Regions from separate parts of the Mus musculus genome. Here region 2 is linked to region 1. A link is a contact called in public promoter capture Hi-C data. All regions are on one chromosome and are shown on one strand. Each heading gives the region's core, a stretch centred on a gene start, on an enhancer-like site or on the middle of the called end of the contact. The rest is flanking DNA. Distances are from core to core; before and after follow the strand shown. Region 1 holds the start of Mrps14 (mitochondrial ribosomal protein S14). Region 2 overlaps Rabgap1l (RAB GTPase activating protein 1-like).

Region 1 (2,700 bases), core at 59-2,558:
TGAGCCATCCCTCCAGCCCTAAAACTCATTTCTTTTTTGTTTTGTTTTGTTGTTTTTTTGAGACAGGGTTTCTCTGTATAGCCCTGGCTGTCCTGAAACTCACTTTGTAGACCAGGCTGTCCTCGAACTCAGAAATCCACCTGCCTCTGCCTCCCGAGTGCTGGAATTAAAGGCGAGTGCCACCACGCCCGGCCCTAAAACTCATTTCTTACTCTATAGCCTATAAACATATCTTTCTGACTTTCAAGCCCCTTCCAGAAGTTTGGCTTTCTGAAATTGTAACACATTAGTGAAACTTTTCCTGTTTTTAATTGAAAAGAAATATTTTTATACAGCATATTTCCCCTCCCTCATCTCCTCCAAGATCTTCCCACTTCCCTTCCTATCTAACTCCCGATGAAAACAAACAGGCATCTTAAAACAACAGAAACATAATAAAAGAGTTTGCCGTGTACCCATATCTTGAGATGACTGTAGATGATGCCCAATTATGTTGTGTGTGGCGTGGGGGTGAGTGGGAATGAGTTTTAACCAGGGTTTGATGCTGCTTGCTGGTCTAGGACTTTTTAGATCTTAGTATGATGGCAGGGACTCCTGGTTGTCTTATCCTGCCAAATGGTTTCAGTCAGAGTTTCCCTAGCCCATTAGAAATGTTCACTAACTTGTAACGCTTAAAGAAAAAAACTCTCCTTCTTCCTGGGAGCTTCCTGTGTAAAGAGCCCAATGGGCTGTTCCTCACTGCACCCATCAACACATCTAGGAGACAGGCTAGGAAGATGGCAGGAAAGTGCCCTGTACTAAAGGGAAAACAGCAGGCACATGCACACACACCACTACCGCCGTCCAACCCACAGAGACAAAAACGTAAAACCTATACAACCTTAATACAGATATGATATAATATAATAAAATAAATATAATATATATAATATAATACATATTTAAACCCTTGGCGTGCAAGCAGAAACTCTATCAGGGCCACTACCATCTTCTTTACAGCAGAAATGTGACCAGTGCCAGTTCTGCAGGATGAGTGACAAATGCTGCCAAGCTTCCGCCGGGTGGCGCCAACGCGCAGAACACAGGCGCAGGCTGGGCGGGGCTGGGACAGAGGAACAGCAAGGGCCAGGAGAGATCGCGCAGGCTCACTATTCTCCTACTGCCTAAGTGGGCGGTCCGCATGGATGATTTGCTTATCTATGAAATAACGCGAGAGTTATTTCAAATCCCGCACCTACCCTCTCCCTCTCTATAGGCTAAATCCTGCCCTGGACCCGCCCTTTGGGGCATAAGCCCCGCCTCCACAGAACCTGTTTCCGGTGTTGTACTGCGGCGGTGGTTGGCTGGCTGGGCAGACAACATGGCGGCGTCCGTGCTAGGCTCGCTGCTGCGGACCTTCCGGCAGGTCAGGCCCCTGCCTTTCTCGCCAGCCTACCCCTTCCCTGATTTCCGTGTCCTGTGGGTCCCTCGTAACCCTGTCACCTGTAATGCGCACGGAGGACCGATCCCAAGGCTCCTATCTGCTTTCCCGTCCTGGCTAGGTTAGGAGAGCCCAGAGCAGCAGTCGAGGGCTTGGTATTCAGGTGTGATCCGTCATGTGAAAGCTGCGAGAATGACTCCGGGTTATAAGGAGCCGAGTGTGAGTGGAGAAGAGAGGGGAGAGTCGGATGATTGAGACCTCAGAGGCTCCGATTATGCAAAGAGACTGTAGGGAACTAGCTGTCAGCCAGTGGTGGCTTGGAAGCAGGTGGTGACAATTTCGAATGGGGAGCAGGCCATTCCGCTAAAGCAGAATTAGTTAAAGGAAGGGCCGAGAATTGGCTGTAGAGTTAAGGAGTGGGAGTGTTATGATGCGGATAGAAACTGGAACGAGCAGCAAAGGACGTTGGAGAAGTCTTGGATAGTTTTGTTGGGGAGGGGTGTCAACTAGAGGGAGACCTGGGTGGACCTGGGTTGTTTTTTCTTTACTGTGACATTGCGTCATATCTGTATATTAGAGTGGGGGAACACTGATATAAAGAATAGGGAAGAATCGCTGGAGATCTGCCTTTTTTTTGCAGGCAAGAGGTGATATAGTCTGTGTATGAATTTTGATTTTAGGAATGTGGTTAAGTCATGAATAGCAGTTTCGTCCAGTAGAATTGTAATGCAAACCACAAGGATAATTTAAATATTTTCTAATATTTATATTGAAGTTTAAAAAGGAGGTGCGGTTAATTTTGATAGATATTTTTAGTCAGGTCTATCCTTATCCTAACAAGTCAAAATTAGAATGACTTATGTGACATTTGCATTCTTCTGTTGGAAGCAGGTTTCAAAGTCTGTGTATCTGACACTTAAAATATATATATATCGCAGTTGGGATGCTAACTTTTGCAGTTGGACCAAAACCAAACTTTTAAGCGAGTTAATACCAAGAATTATGTCCCCACTTGTACTGCTTACAGTTCCAGTGCGTATTAGCTGTATCCATGGTTCATGGCCACTGTAATGGACAGAGGTGTCATATAACCAATGAGAGGGGTGTAGAGTGTAGTACAAATACTGCCGAGGGGGCACAGGTATGGTAGTGGGAGTTTGGAAATTCTCTCCAGATTGCTTCTAATTTTATAACTAAGGGTACTGAAGTCATCAGAACCTGAGGGTGTGGGAGAAGGTAACAGTGACTTAAGAAAGAAGAATGAATACACCTGCAAATTG
Region 2 (2,700 bases), core at 26-2,525, 360 kb after region 1:
TTTGGTGTGTGTTTTGACTTTTTGAGACAGGGTCTCACTATGTAGCCATGGCTGGCCTGGAACTTGTTATGAATAGCAGACTGGCCTCCAACTCATAAAATTATGCCTGCTGGGAAGAAAAGTCTAAGCTACCATGTGTAGGCCCACGTGGAAGCTCTTAAACTTCTGGTGTAAATTTTCACAAAAACAATGAGATTATCATTACAAAATACAATTCATGGGCACAGAAAACACTTGATGCTACCTATCCATAACCTAATAAGAAAAAGAAACCACATGTGTGTATTTATGGTGAATATAATGTAATATTTAGTAAGGAAAGATATAAGTAATCACACTCAAACAACTCTACTAAAGCATGGAAACTGGAGTCTGATTTGTACCCCATGAATGATTTCGGGAATGGTCCCACTTGTGTAGATGTAACCAGAGAGATACATACTTGTCTATTCTGTTAGGCTGAAGAAGAAGGGTACAATTTAAGCATGAAGGAATACATAGCGAATATACAATGTAAAGGTTCCTATATCTTCTGCCCTTTGTTTTTTAGCATATGTTTATTCTACAGAGATGAAGAGAGTTGGAAGTCATCACAAGTTTAATAAGTGGAGACAGCTCTGTTTCACTTCGAAGTGGTCTGTTTTCAGGTAAACAATGCAACTCAATTGCAAGTTCAGTGTTTTTAAAGATTAAGGAATCTCTCTCATGGCATGACAACCAGGTGGGAGGAAGATTAGTGGGCAATTATATGGTCACTGTCTTGTGGTTATAAAAAAGGAGACACTGTACTTGTTAATTTGCTGAAGACCAGGCTGTTGGTTAGCCTCACCAGAGATATCTACCATTTAATCCAGTCACTAGTGTCCTGAGTTAAATCCGACTGTAACCTCTGCTTCTGAGATGAGAGTACTATGCAGACTTTTGGTCCTAGTTATTGCTTTTGATTAGTAGTCCACCAGTGCTCTTAAGGATTTCAGTTCTCCAAGAAGGTATGCGATACTGTATATGCCACCAAAATTTCATGTTGAGATGTCATGGCACAACAATGGAATTCAAAAGTGGGACTTTTAAGAGTTGGTTAGATCACTCACAAATGATTCAATGCCAGTAGCATAGGAGTAGGATCTTGGTAAAAGGGCAAGTTTGGGTATCTTCACTCATGTGATCTTGCTTTCTGGAGATGTGGATAACCTTTTGCCACATCATAACACAAGATGTCCTCAATTCACGTGGCTCTCAAAACTTAGTCAGTCTTCCCAGCTTCCAAAAACATGAGTCAGACTATTTCTTTATTTTACTGGCTGTGGTATTCTCCTTTGGCAAGAGCAAGCAGGCCAGTGCCCTCATAGAATGCTGACATTCTGAGTCCCTCATAGGTTTCAACAATTGTCACACTCTTATCCCTATCCTTGACAAAACCTACCTGTCCTACTTTTGAGACTCAACCTCTGGAAATATGTGTAGAGAAAGGAAGACACCAATCAATGGTCTAACTTAAAACTTAGAGTGAAAAGTCTTAGTCTTTGATCCAGCAACCCTACTTCTAAGAATTTGCTCTAACAAGCTCAGAATGTCTGTAAAATGGTATGTGGTCAGGGCTATTGCCATTATTATTATTTGTTGTCACAAGATTAGGAATTGGTATGTCTACCAACAGAATATGTTTTTAAAGAGGTGATAAAAGAATGGGGCAGTTTAGCCCCTATAGATAGAAAAATCATATGAAGAAGGAATGTATATAAGTGTGAATTATGTATCCTTTCCATACACAGAGCTAGAAAATAGTACTGTGGAGTGTGGGAAATAAAGAGGAGAAAATGGGGAGGAAACTTATGTATAACTATATTATTTCATATTTTTGTTTCTGTATTTAAAAATATATTTCACACTATAATTCATTATAGAAAATAAAACAGAATAAAGAACCAAGGATTTATAATTGACTCCTGTAATAGAGGCTGTACATATCCTAGTTTTGAAATAATGAACATCAACAATCCCAAGGATGACCTGCAACAAAAGGAACAAAAGTTCACTGTTGTAAATTCCTGGCACTGTACTCAGCACCATAACTAAGCAAAGCATTACTCTCTGACTTACTTCTTCAATCCCATAAACTTGGGGAACTCAATGAAAGAACAACGTGATATCAGGAACCACATCTCTCAGAGGGAGGCAGTCTCCGTCAAACCCTCACAGGACATATAGACTCCGTGGACTATGACAAACATTCAACAAAGCCTTTAAAACTAGGCTGCTGGGTATATATTTCATGGCAGTTAGAAGCTTCTGAGAGATTCACTCTTCTCATCAGGAGGACAAAGTGAATAAAGGATGAAAATTGCTACAAGGACCACTTCCTAACCAGAGATATTTTTCCCTTCAGAATTTGGGTAATAAGTCTTAGTAGGCAGGACTGCTCAGCCAATGTATCTATACATACACTAAAATCATCCTACCCTGGCTTGGAATTGGGCAGGGAGGGCAGAGAGCATCGGGGATCTCATGTAACTCATAAGGAACCTAGTTTCTAGGGTAAAGGAAAACAGCAAATGGGGGTAACAATAAGCAATGTCAGGAGAAAAACAATGAAAAGTAGTTTAAGATTCTAAAACACAAACAATAGGATGTTAAGAATTTTTTCTATGAACCAAATTAGTAATGAAGACAGAGGAAATAAATTAGTTTTATTAAATTTTC

The links. Promoter capture Hi-C pulls out the DNA fragments that hold promoters and counts their contacts.
Region 2: a promoter capture Hi-C map of 3T3-L1-derived adipocytes shows a contact between it and region 1, with 2.9 times the contacts expected there. The contact joins the enhancer-like site here to the promoter of Mrps14 in region 1. A contact is called at or near these places in 5 of 39 promoter capture datasets (the 3T3-L1 cell line, 3T3-L1-derived adipocytes, hippocampal neurons and 1 more), 1 of 15 datasets of contacts at CTCF or cohesin (the NIH/3T3 cell line), 1 of 484 Hi-C or Micro-C datasets (large pre-B cells) and 1 of 115 datasets of contacts at active chromatin or transcription factors (bone marrow-derived macrophages).

The regions. Positions count from the first base shown.
Region 1 is chr1:160,193,907-160,196,606 of GRCm38.p6, forward strand. It overlaps Mrps14 (mitochondrial ribosomal protein S14), which reads left to right and starts at 1,309. Exons shown (of 3, transcript NM_025474.4): 1 at 1,309-1,405. The coding sequence starts at 1,361.
Region 2 is chr1:160,549,591-160,552,290 of GRCm38.p6, forward strand. All of the region lies in intron 13 of Rabgap1l (RAB GTPase activating protein 1-like), which reads right to left. Among named protein-coding and RNA genes, the nearest start is that of Gpr52, 29 kb to the right of the region's middle. Within about 2 kb of position 1,276, at least 20 of the 459 cell types and tissues checked have an H3K27ac peak or open chromatin away from gene starts, as enhancers often do. A contact at or near this core is called in the NIH/3T3 cell line, where this site is marked.